Regions from separate parts of the Mus musculus genome. Here all the other regions are linked to region 3. The links are chromatin contacts, called in public ChIA-PET maps. All regions are on one chromosome and are shown on one strand. Each heading gives the region's core, a stretch centred on a gene start, on an enhancer-like site or on the middle of the called end of the contact. The rest is flanking DNA. Distances are from core to core; before and after follow the strand shown.

The links. ChIA-PET counts read pairs in DNA pulled down with a chosen protein or histone mark.
Region 1: an RNA polymerase II ChIA-PET map of memory CD8 T cells shows a contact between it and region 3, with 52 read pairs. The contact joins the promoter of Runx1 here to the enhancer-like site in region 3. A contact is called at or near these places in 8 of 39 promoter capture datasets (cranial neural crest, embryonic stem cells, hippocampal neurons and 2 more), 7 of 484 Hi-C or Micro-C datasets (the C2C12 cell line, embryonic fibroblasts, muscle stem cells and 2 more), 5 of 115 datasets of contacts at active chromatin or transcription factors (T-cell acute lymphoblastic leukemia, bone marrow-derived macrophages, differentiating embryonic stem cells and 2 more) and 1 of 9 other capture datasets (embryonic stem cells).
Region 2: a contact with region 3 is called in an RNA polymerase II ChIA-PET map of memory CD8 T cells, with 44 read pairs. The contact joins two enhancer-like sites. A contact is called at or near these places in 3 of 484 Hi-C or Micro-C datasets (the C2C12 cell line, bone marrow-derived macrophages and myocytes), 4 of 115 datasets of contacts at active chromatin or transcription factors (differentiating embryonic stem cells, fibro-adipogenic progenitors, memory CD8 T cells and 1 more) and 1 of 9 other capture datasets (embryonic stem cells).

Annotation. Positions count from the first base shown.
Region 1 is chr16:92,822,954-92,827,333 of GRCm38.p6, reverse strand. It overlaps Runx1 (runt related transcription factor 1), which reads left to right and starts at 1,260. Exons shown (of 8, transcript NM_001111021.2): 1 at 1,260-1,400; 2 at 1,630-1,745. The coding sequence starts at 1,688.
Region 2 is chr16:92,784,178-92,788,427 of GRCm38.p6, reverse strand. The region is part of intron 2 of Runx1 (runt related transcription factor 1); the gene reads left to right. Among named protein-coding and RNA genes, the nearest start is that of Gm30281, 24 kb to the right of the region's middle. Within about 2 kb of position 1,452, at least 78 of the 459 cell types and tissues checked have an H3K27ac peak or open chromatin away from gene starts, as enhancers often do. A contact at or near this core is called in memory CD8 T cells, where this site is marked.
Region 3 is chr16:93,550,788-93,554,708 of GRCm38.p6, reverse strand. No RefSeq gene overlaps it. Among named protein-coding and RNA genes, the nearest start is that of Gm30695, 21 kb to the right of the region's middle. Within about 2 kb of position 1,823, at least 49 of the 459 cell types and tissues checked have an H3K27ac peak or open chromatin away from gene starts, as enhancers often do. A contact at or near this core is called in T-cell acute lymphoblastic leukemia, memory CD8 T cells and myocytes, where this site is marked.

The sequences.
Region 1 (4,380 bases), core at 11-2,510, 730 kb after region 3:
ACTTGGAGCTACGCTGCTCAAGGCCCAGCCTCTCATCGGGCATCACCTCGAAATGGAGGGAAACTGAACAGAGGAAAAGGAAGACCCAAGTAAGGAAAGGAAGGCCAGGCCCTGCCTGGGGATCCCAGGAAGACTAAGGCTTCACTTCTCAGCAAGTAAAACAGATAGAACGAAGAGGTCAATAGGTGGAGGTGAACAGAAGAGCTCACACCCACAGAATCATCTTGTCTTTATTGTCTGTCCCCTGACCATGTGACTTCTGGAGGCTGAAGGGCTGTGTAATATCCCCCTCCGGGGGCTGGCCAGGAGGAGGCAGGATCTTGGGTAGTCACAAGTTACTCTTCATGGATTCAAAGAGTAATTATCCCTAGCAGGGTGACTTGGCCCATTTCTTTGAGTGGAGCTCGGAAAGGCTACCAGTAGGCTTTATTGGTACAAACAATGAACAGATAGCTGCCCACAGGCCACAGCTCTGCTGAGTGAGGAAATTCTCCTCCTTTGCTCTCCACAAAACTTCCTAATGCAAGCGAGCGTGGGAACTGGTGCCAGTGTGAAGAGAACGCCACTGTTTCCTCTACTTACCAAGAGATGTCCATGCTAAGCCTATCCGCCAAGGGGAAAGCCAAGGACAACATCATTTGGGTTTTGATCAAAGTGGTCTTTTCATCCCACAATTAAAACGTGTCATACTGTTCCCAAGCTTTGAGATGTCAGTAGGTTGCCAGCCTAGCCCTCCCAGGATCAGCCACTCACGGAAAAGGGCTCTTGGTCTTCTTTTCTAACTTTTCTGTCTCACTTGCTTTCACCAAGAACCCAGCTCTCCCGAGCTGGTGCCCAGCATTTAAGTGATGAGAGCCGCATCCGGGCTCAGCAGCAAGTTGGTGCCAACGTTGAATTGCTGTTGAATAAACAGCAAGGCAATCTTTATCTAAATAATCAGTTGTTCCTCAAACCACAAATAACAACAGGATCTGAAAGCCACCAAATCCGCACAGGACAGAGAGAGCAAGAAAAGACTGAGGCAGGGGATTTCTGTTTGCTTGTTTGTTGTGCTTTTTTTTCTCTTACAGCCCCTCTCTGCTAAGCTCTGCTCAACTGTTTCCTTACACAGCCTGGGGGAGGGCAGGTGGAGGGCAGGAAGGGCATAGCTCAGAAAGTTTAAAAAAAAAAAATTGACATCACTTAAGTCACGTGATTGGCAAGAGCCAATGGCGGTGGGCTGTGGAAAGGGGAACAGTTAAATTTGTAATTTGGGTTGTGTGAAAACTTCTTTGGACCTCATAAACAACCACAGAACCACAAGTTGGGTAGCCTGGCAGTGTCAGAAGTGTAAGCCCAGCACAGTGGTCAGCAGGCAGGACGAATCACACTGAATGCAAACCACAGGCTTTCGCAGAGCGGTGAGCAGTTCAACCCACAGCATAGGCGGTGCTTTCGTCTTTTTTTTTTCCTTTTTTTAATCTTTAACAATTTGAATATTTGTTTCTGCAATAATTCTTTCCCCCACCCCCACCCCATAGGACCCATGGAGTACCAGAAGTGTTAGGGTTGGGGGTAGAAAGAGACGTGGGGAGCCATGGTGGGAGGTGAGGTCAGAGTAAGTGACATTTCTTGGTTTTTGCTCTGAAGGTGAAAGAAATTATAGAATCCCCCGCCTTCAGGAGAGGTGCGTTTTCGAAAGGAAACGATGGCTTCAGACAGCATTTTTGAGTCATTTCCTTCATATCCACAGTGCTTCATGAGAGGTGAGTACGCTGGTCTTTTTTATATCTGATTTTGCTCAGCTTTGCGCAGACTAAGATGGCAGCCCGTGGACCCTCCGGTGCCTGCCTGAAGTCCCTGCCTGCTTGTGGGGGGAGGAATTCAAACAGAGGCTGTTGACTCTGAGACCACGAGATTATTATTTGTCAGACGCCGTGCTGCGGGGATGTTTTAATAAATGCTTAGGCTGTTGAAATATTTGGTCGCTGGGTGAAAGTTGTGTCAAGTGCTCTGAGCCGCTCTCAGTTAAAGTCCCAGAGATTAGAAGGCTGGCGCGGAGGACACTCTTTGGGTTTTATCTGGCTGTGCCTTGCTCTGAATGATTCGCTTGCACTTACTCTGATGGCAGCAAGCTGTCTGGCCCTGGTTCTGAGTTTGGCTTGCCCCTGGGTTTAGCAGGCTCAGTACTTAGCTGGCCGGAAGAGCCGGTGCCAGCAGAGTGGTCTCCGAGAGGCAGCTCACAGGTATACCTTGGATCAGTGCGGAGATTTCAGGGCCAAAGTGGCAAGTCCACAGAGGGCAGGATTTGGGCAGACTCGTTCTGGGAAAAGCCATCAGAAGATGCTGTGTTGTGCTGTGGTTTTTCTTTCAGCCTCAATTGAAAGAGGCAGCCGGCATTGCTCAAGACAGAAAGCCAGCAAGTTGTGGTACACAGTCTCTCTCAGAAAGAACTATGAAGCCATTTCCTAAGTCCACGCACTGTCACAGCAGAAATTACTAGATTACAGACTTATGGGTTGGCACCACGTAGGTCCCTGAACCTTCCTGCATTTTTTACAGCGGCCTTATGGAACTTACAATGCTGGAGTTCAGCCATAGTGCCCATGTGGGCTTGGTGGGTCTTTCAGGATGAGGACTGAGCTTAAGTAAAGAAAAACAGTGGCATAAAGAGCTCACAAAGACGTGGCCGTGTATCAGGACGTGTAGCTTGTGGTATGATGCTCTGGCAGAGCTAAAATGGAGTGGGATGGGATGGGGAAGAAATCATTTGTTTTCTGGATACAAATTATGTGCACACCCAGCCAGTATCTGTGAATCATTATTTATTCATACAGCCAAATGAGTAGGGGAATTCGAGGGCTTGCTGGCGACTTTGTCACAACAAAGGCTATTGAGGTTGTGATGGTTCATCTATGCTGAAACGTGAAAACTGGAGGAAGGTGTGTGTGTGTGTGTGTGTGTGTATGTATATATGTGGTGTGTGTATGTATGTGTGTGTGGTATATATGTGTGTGTGTGTGTGGTATGTATGTGTGTGTGTGGTATGTGTGTATGTGTGTGTGTGTGTATGTGTGTGCATGGAGTGGTATGTATATGTGTGGTGTGTGTGTGTGTATGTGTGGGATGTGGTATGTGTCTATGTGTATGTGGTATATGTGTGTGTGTGGTGTGTGTGTATGCCTATGTGTGTGTGGTACATGTGTGGGGGATGTGTGTATGTGTGTGTGGTGTGGTGTGTATATGTGTGTGTGTGGTATGGTATGTATATATGTGTGTGTGGTGTGTGTGTGTGTGTGAATGAGATGTGGTATGTGTCTATGTGTATGTGGTATATATGTGGTGTGTGTGTGTGTGTGTGTGTGTGTGTGGTGGCACATGTGTTTGTAGGTTTGGGGGGGGTGCATCAGGATTTAAAGAGAAGAGGAAAAAAAGTAAGTCATTAACCAATTTCAAGCTTTAAATTAAGGGCTTCCAAGCACTCCCTTGCTGGTGACAGAGAAATCTGAGTGAGGTCTGAGTGAGGTTGACTCATGGGGACAGGTCTGAGTCATGTATCATCCAGTGTCCTGCAGAGAGTTAGGCAGAGACAGCAGCCCCAGGGGCCCCTGGTGAGAAGCCACCAGCTGCTCACTGGCTGTGTTTCCTCCCGGCAGCCAACAAGCTAAGGAAGCCATCTTTGAATGAAAATTCCTGGCTTACTCTCCTCTCAATGCATGCTCCGAACGCTTGCAGTTTCCTATTAGGTGACCTCAGGAAGACAGAAGCAGAGAACTCTGAATATTCCCCTGGGCAGTAGGCTGGCTGCAGCCTGTGCTGCCCTCCTGGCAATTCCTGTATGAGTTCAACAGAAAGACAGTTAGGGATGTGGTAACAGGGAACAAGCCTTCTGCCTGCAGCGCCTGCAGTGCCAGCACTGGCTAGGGAGCCAGAGTCTGTCACATTCAGCGGGCTGCCTTGGTCTTATCAAAACCCAGAAACGGATGGGGAGAAGAGTGAATGCTTACAATGCAAGCATGGAGATCTAAGTTCGAATCCCTAGAACCTTCATAAAAGCCAGGTGCAGTGCTGTGTTCCATCTGTAACCCTGGCATTCCTGTGGGGAGACAGGAGTTAGAGACAGGGACTCCCTAGAGGACCATAGGTCAGCTAGTCTGGAGTACGTGGGTAGCACCCAACAACAAAGAGACCCTGCCTCAAACAAGGTGGGAGGTGAGGACCAACTTGTAAGGTTACCCTCTGGCTTACACACACACACACACACACACACACACACACACACACACGCACGCACGCGCACTCGCACGCGCGCACACACACACAAACGCTGTGACATGCATGAGTTCACACTCCCCCACATGATTATGCACACATGCACATAGCATGCATATATCACATACA
Region 2 (4,250 bases), core at 203-2,702, 770 kb after region 3:
GATTTCACATGGATTGTGATCCAGAGAGCCAAGCCTTGGATGTGAGGATCTGGAGACAGCCCAGAGGAACAAACTTGCTTCTCAGATGGAGGAAGCAAAAGAAATCAGCACTGCTTCTTCACGTGTGTGGTGACAATTCACCGTCCAGCACGGCTGTGCTCCCCAGGGCACTACAAAATTCCCCTCGTATTCGCTTGCTTTATTGCAAAAGGGCAAGGTGCAGATATATTTATCTCCTCCGTGTGCATTTAGTAAGTTGTTATCTTGAGGATTGTCTATGTGCTTATTATGTGTTCTGTCCTGGTAATGTGGCAGTGACCAAAGATGGCGATCCTCAATGGTGAGAAATACATCAAGTGAGCCAGCCTCACCTACTCAGTAAGGTCCAGGCCGTGAGAGACCCTGTCTAGGAAAAAGAAAAACAACCACAACAGAGCACTATCAAACACTATCTGAGGTATGTTTCCCCACCTCCTACCTCCACACACATCTGCACATATATGTGTGCACACATATACATACACACACACACACACACACACACACACTCATGGAGAGAGTGAGAGAGAGAAAGAGAGATTCCATTGGGATTTCAGTAAGTACTACATTCAATCTGTAGATTGCTTGATTGTCCTCTCAATGGCATGGATCACAGTCTCTCAAAAGCATGGATCACAGTCTCTCAATGTCATGGAGCACAGTCTCTCGATGGCATGGAGCACAGTCTCTCAATGTCATGGAGCACAGTCTCTCAAAGTCATGGAGCACAGTCTCTCAATGGCATGGAGCACAGTCTCTCAATGGCATGGAGCACAGTCTCTCAAAGTCATGGAGCACAGTCTCTCAATGGCATGGAGCACAGTCTCTCAATGGCATGGAGGACAGTCTCTCAATGGCATGGAGCACAGTCTCTCAGTGGTTTTGTCTTTCCATTCATTTAGGTCTTTAATTTCCAGGCTGTGCTTTGTAATCTTCAGTCCTGGCAACTTTTGCTCTGTAGTTATTTTCCTAAGGACTTGGCTTTCTACATTTCTAGCTCCTCTTAGGTGTCTCCACCCAGGAAATCTCTTGCTTTCGTTTGAGTGACAGTTATGGAGCCCTCTGCCTACGAGGGAGTCAGCACACCCTAAATCAGCAGCCTCCCTGCAAGCCTCTCCTGCCCCAGCAGCATGGCGCTGTCCTTGTTCAGAGCCACTGAAGTCTTCTGGAAATTTCCACTTCACTTCAGCCTGGTGGTTCCTCTTTCTGTGGAATGGTATCAGTGACCAGTTACTAAGAAAGTTCAGGGGACAGAAAGAGTAGGGCTTCAGATGGAGGAAGAACAGGAGGGAAGGGAGGGAAGGGAGGGAAGGGAGGGGAGGGAGAGGAGGGAGGGGAGGGAGGTGGGCAACCCTCGAGCTCAGTCTTGATTTCATGTGCTTCCTCTGGGGCGAAGGAAAGAAACCATGTGTGGTCACAAAACCCTGTACCGAAACAGAGTCCCTCCTCTTTCATCTGTCACCACATGCTAAACACTGCAGTGTGTGTGTGTGTGTGTGTGTGTGTGTGTGTGTGTGTGTGTGTGTGTGTGTGAGAGAGAGAGAGAGAGAGAGAGAGAGAGAGAGAGAGAGAGAGATTGAGGAGATCAGAACATATGTGTTCCTTTTAACTCCTACCAGATCTTGAGATCAGTCAGTCAGAGAGAGCATTCTGGAAGGAACCGTCGAGGAGGGCACTTGGTGAATAACAGCTGAGACTCAGGAAGCACAGGTCTCCAGGGTCAAACCCCCCAACCCATTCCCACTCAGATGTGGGTGCTCCCCAACCTCACTGTATCTCGGTTTTGTTGACCATAAAACAGATAGTAACACTTGCGAGACAGACACTAAGTGGAAAGCATTATGTGATCTTTGGAGAAAAGGCAGACTGTTAACATATGCTAACAATGTGTTATTCTGGGCCAGGCCCGGAGCCACAGCCACCAGAGTAGCTTGGGAAACATCTGCCAGGAACACACAGAGCACTCCAGCCTCCAAAACCATCTCTGGGTCCAACTGGCAGGAGATAAAGGCCCTCTCTGCCCAGCTGTGCCCTGTTCGCCCTCAGGCCTGAATTCTGGGACCCCTATGCTGACCTGTAACTTACCCACTTACCATGCACCCCTCTGCTTAGTGAAAGAGAGCTTTGGAGGCTGGCCTCTTTGAGGCAAGGGGTTCTATTCTGGGACATCCACTTAGGGGCAGTGCTTATGGTGGATAGGCCAGGGTGGGACAGGGACATCCACTCTGGGGCTGTGCTTACCGTGTATGTGTTGGGGTGAGGCAGTTTGTGGTTTGTTTAGGACAGAAGACAACCAGAGCTGACTAAGTGGATGAGGCTCTCTGGCTCTCCCTCACTCTCCAAATTTGAGGCATCTGGTGCTCAAAGCCTAAAAAAGATCTCCCAAAAGGAGGAAGATGAGTGTGGCAGGGGAAAGGTGGGAGGGAGCCAAGATCCACAGGGACAGCTCCTCTTATCTCCGACTGTCCTGTCATGCTCTCTAGACATGGCGGCTTTCTGAGGAGGCCCACAAGGGCTTTCTTAGGGAAATAAGGTTGATCTCTGTGGTCCCCACTTGAGTCAAATTGGCTTCTCTTCATCCTTTCTCAAACTTTCTGGTGTCCGTAAATTCTTTGAAGAGGAAGGAAATTAGGGAAGCCAAGATATTCACAGAAAAAAAGTTCAGCCCTTTCCTGATGGGCCCAGCCGAGATGTGATAGCTATCCTCAAAGCATAAATCCTGAAGGGTAGACATTTAGATACAGTAGCTAGGGAAACACGTGCATCGTGAGAGAGAGAGGGAGAAAGTGAGACACTGCACAGGGTCCCAGGTGACCACTCCCTCAGCCCACACATGGGGTGGGGCTGGCCCTGACTTTGCTACCCCAGCTTGCAAAAACCCCCACACCAGATGTACCCCAAATGCAGAGAGGACTCTGTAAAGGACCCTGAGCAGGAGGAATGGGGGGAGGGGGGGAGAGGAGCGTGTGGGATGTGTCTGATTATGGAAGCCATCTTAGACCATCTGCAGGAAAGAGACATGTCTGTCAACTTCGGGATTACACAGGGCCCCGCAGCACAAAGCAATGGATTTGAATATCAGCATGGAGAATTGTTAGGAAGGACCCGAGGCCACAGATCTATGCAGTCTGGAAGACACTCAGGCCTGTGGAGTAAGCCTTTCTCTTTGAAGGTTAGAATGTAAGTAAGAGTTTATCCTCTGGAGAAGGTCCACACAGTCCTTGCCAGAGCCCAGGCTACCTCACCCCTAATTTTAGCAATCCCCTTGCCCCAGTTATCTGTGGTCCTCACACCATTTCTTCTGCTTCCTTTGATGTTAGCTGACTCTAAGAACCCAAGGCCAGACACACTGCAGGAAGAGGCCCACTCAAAGCCTTCACTCCCCCATCTCACGGAGGCGAGAAGACGACATTTTTGAGATTGTGAAGGGAAGAACTGACTCCCAGCTTAAATTTAAATATGGCCTCTCAGGCTGAGGTGGATGACCTTGGTGCCAGTGCGCGTCTATCATCGGCCATTTGGCTCTTCCTTGCAAGATTTTGTTCACATTTATATGGTGTTATGAATGTGTAACCAAGGCTCAGCCTGTGACATTAGGAAGCAATGGGAGAACCTGGACAATGTCCCCCACCCCGCTATGGATATGACAACTCAGTCATTTTCCTCTCCCAAGAAACTGTTTCTGCTTTGGCTAAGAGATTTTTTTTTAAAGAAACCATAGGTTCAAAATTACCCTTTCGCCTCAAAAGTTAACCTCATGGAAAATGTGGCAATATTTCTATATTTTGAAAAAAAAATATGATGGTATCTGTATCTATATCCTGTTGCTTAAGACCTGATCTCTTACATACATGCATTTTGGTTTGGTTTTGTTTTAAATAATTAGGCAGGTTATTTGTGTGCTTGTGTGTGCACATATGTCTTTTCAACTTTTGTACTGCATGCATGTGCGTGCACGTGTGCATGTTCCTACAGGCCCACATGCACAGGGGGTGCCAGAGGTGAGGGCTGGAGGAGGTTGCTCAGTGGCTGTCCACTTTGTCTTTTGAGACAGAGTTCTCACCAGCCTGGAGCTCCTCCGTTTGGCCGCAGGCAAATCTCAGGGATCCATCTGTCTCTGCTCCCTGGTCCCCACCCCAGGCCCGAGATTACCAAGTAATTATTTGCAATCCAAGCTGTTTTGCATGGGTTTAATTCAATCCTCTTGCTTC
Region 3 (3,921 bases), core at 574-3,073:
ACACACCAATGGTTACCAAAATCTGTTGACTTTCCAGACTCTTATATAAGGCAACATAATTTTTGCATATAAGCTACCTTTTGTATACCTTTTCAGGACTCAATTCAATGTCAATTGGATGCAAACAGTTGTTACATTGTATCATTGTGCTGTTTAGTTTTTAAATGTCAACTGGACACAACTTAGAATCTGGGGAGAGAGTCTTACTGAAGAATGATTTAGGTCAGGCTGGCCTATGGGCATATCAGGGGGGCACTGTCTTTGTTAACTGATGTAGGAAGATACAGCCCGTTGTGGGTGGCACCATTCTCTAAGCAGAGGGTCCTAGACAGTTCCAGAGAGGGAGATCAAGCAAGCAGGTAAGCCTTTGTGCATTTATTTTTCTCCTCTCTTGACTTTGGATGTGATGTGAGTATCTGAGTCCCGCCTCATTTCCCTTCCGATATAGACTGTAATATGGAATTGTAAGCCAATTAACCCCATGCTCTCTTAGGTTGCTTTTCCTCAGGATATTTTATCATAGCGACAGAAATGAAACTAGAATACATGTTTTGTAAATAATACAAAAAAAAAATAACCGGTCAGTATATACTCTAGATCCAAGTTATGGAAATGTTTTCAGTTCTCAGTCAATCTGACTTGTGGATATAATTCCACAAATGGGAAGCCACAACCATGTATCCACTAGTTATCTACAGGTAGCTTAGGGACACAGAATAATGAACACGTGTAAATGCAGCATGATATATATCATATAATATATTATATAATAAGAGTTATTGGCTTGGCTTACATAACCTCAAAATGGACATCCCTGCATCACAAAGGCCCAGAGCTCTTTAGCCATCCAGTTAAATAAATAGGCCACTGCAGTAGTTCTAGTCCAGTCGGGGCCAAAAAACTGGCTGATCCTTTCCTGTCCACATTGGAAATCCGATAATGTTGTAGCCTGACCTTAGTGGATAAGGGCAGCAGCCATGCACATGCTCAGAGGGGGCATGCAGCTGCCTGCTGGCTCCCTCCTGCCGTTCCCTTCCCCTCTGGGTCTCAGTCCACAGGATAGCACTGCTCACATTGAGGCAGGTCTCTCCCTCCCTCCCCACGGTTCCTCAGGCCAGCTTCCTGTGGAAGGGAACACTCCTACTTAGAAGCTTCACTGCTCTTAGACACGTCTAAATCCAGACAAGCCGACCACCAAGACCACACATTTCGTAGCCCAAGGCCAAGGCTAGGAACAAACACCCGGGAGTCATCCATCCTGGCTTACAAGAGGAGCTGTCTGTGATGACAGAGCATTTTTAGAACTTCTGTTTCCAATATGGCACCCACAGGCCACATGCCATGAGGCAGCACCCAGAATGTACGCCTTGCCTGACCAAACAGCTGAAACAGTTTAAGCTTTGAACCCTTTTGATGACTTAAAATTTAAGTATAAGTTGGTACACATGGCTGCTGACTACTGAATCTGACAGCCAGAAGCAGACTATAAATACACCACAATTTTTGATGCTGGCATTGTTAAGATGCCATTTGTGATCTGTGGTGGGTTTTACGGTGGCTTGAGTTACTGCTCACTTATCCCTAATTCTGACATTTCCCACATCATAAAGGCCAGTGGTTGACAGGTTGGCGGTCTCTCTTTTAATCGAATTCCTCCTTGTCCTTTTGGTTGGGAAACTTCTCCAGTGTTGACTTCTGGTAGCTGGGGCTCTGTGGTTGAGGTGGCTGGGCTGTGGCTTTCTCTTCTGCTGCTCACAGGCTGGTGCGGAGGGAGGGCAGGCAGGCAAATGAGCCCTGCTTCTCTTTCAGCTTGTGTGAGGACCAAACCACAGCCACATTGGGAGGGCGTAGCCCAGCAGAGCAGCACCAGCTCCAGGGAGACCTCACCCTGGCTTACCACAAAACCCTTGGTGCTGACAGGCTTTTCTTTGTGAATCTTAATGACACTTCCCCGGTCTTGGATGCTGTGGAACGATGTCTGGGAGAGGGGAGCAGTGTGCGTGCGTGCTGCTTGTCAGTATTTCTGTAGTTGCTATACTGAGTGTGTGTGGTGTGTATGCACGGGTACGTGTGTGTGTGTGTGTGTGTGTGTGTGTGTGTGTGTGTGTGTGTGTACAAGTACTTGTAGAGGCTAGAGATCAAGTTTGGGTAATGTTTGTCAGGTATTGTACATCTTAGTCTTATGACTGTCTCTCGTAGGCCCAGAACTCACTTCATTGGCTAATCCAGCTGTCTGGCGAGTCCCAGGGTTCCTGCTGTCTTGGCTTCCCCAGTTCTGGGATTACAGGTGTACACCATCACTTCTGGATTTTTATCTGGGTTGTGAGAATTGAACTTAGGTCTTCGTACTGATGTGGCAAGCACTTTACTGGCTGAGACATCTCCTCAGCCCAGTTGCTCGACTTTACTGGGGTAGGTTGATAACAATCTTTCCTACAGGAGGTAAGTCAACAGCCTCAAGCACCATGTAGGTAAGGTTTGTGGTACGTGGCCTTCAGTCTATGGCCTCAAGTCCACTCAACTAGAAGACAGTGGAGTTGCAGTTGCCCACACGGGTGCAGAAATGCAGGCCTGCCACAGAAGAAGCCATGTTTGGTTGAGGTAGTGGAGGCATGATCTACAGAGTCGTCACAGATTGACTTTCTCCATGAGAAGCCGGCTTTGACTGGTCTGCAGATTTCCTTCCTCAGAGGCTAGGAAGCATGCAGGTCTGTGAAGGCTGGTCTGTTTTGTTTCATGCCCCTGGTGTGTGTGGTCTGTGACCACTCACAAGCTTGGTGAAGCTGGTCCACGTGTGTATGTCCTGGGCCTAAGGACTTCTCTTCTCTGACTTGGGGCTAATTTCCTCCTGTGCTTACTTCATGTACTCAGGCCAGGGGATCAAGGTGAACCCGTTCCTCTGTAGTCGTCCTCCCTGCTGTGGTCCTCCCATATGGTCAGTGCCTAGAGAAGGTAGTGACTCCAGAGACCCCTGGAGTCAGAGGAAGCTGAATCAGAGCATCTTCTGCCTGAAGGTGTTCTCCTCATTCTTCACTTTGAGGGGAACCAGTAGGCAATGTCCCCCGGAGTCACCAATACCAGATTTTCCTAGGGTCTCCCTGCCTTGAGCTTGTCCCTGCCTTGAGCTTGTCCTGGCTGAGTTATGGCACAGCCAGGCATCTAATAGGATGGAAGGACTCCTGTTCTTTCCCTTCATCTTTCTGTTCTTGTTCCTCACTCTCTACTCCTTCAGCTATGGCTTCCTCCACTCTGCAGGCATCCTGTAGACAAACTTCCTTCCCTTCATATTCACTCTGTCCTCCTTATTACTCAAGAACTTGTGATCTGAGGAGGATGCGTAAATATGTTTTAAATGGATTCCTCCTTTTGAACACAAAGTGAACATGATGTAGTAAAACTGGGATCCCGTCCCTAAAAGCGGGACTTAGAGCAAGCGATACATTTTACGGTGCAGGATAAGTTTTGAGTCACTCCCTCCCTATTTCCCATGTCAGGGAAGAACAGACTCTGTGTTCAGAAGGCTTAGCGCTTCCCTTGCTTGCATGGCAGAGTCAGGACGCATTTTATTTTCAAGAGCATATAGAGGCAGGGAACAGGAATGGGGTGATGGTATCCCTTAGGTCCTGCCCGGAGACTGGGGAGTGGCTGTGAGTTCTTGTATGAGGCATGGGAGCTGCTCTGTAGAGGAATCCTCAGACATGGTAGGAACTTGTCTGGCAGAGCCTCATGGGATGTGTGTGAGCTGGCGTGTTAGCATAGAAGCTGGAGTGTGTGAGTAGAAGTGTTTAGGAGCTGGGGTACTGTGAGAGTTGGGGTATCAGGCACAGGTGAAGTTGTATGTGAGCATGTTGAGGGGTGAGAGTTGGGTGGTGTGAACATCGGAGGTTGGAGAGCTGTGGGGTCCACACGAATTGGGGTGTA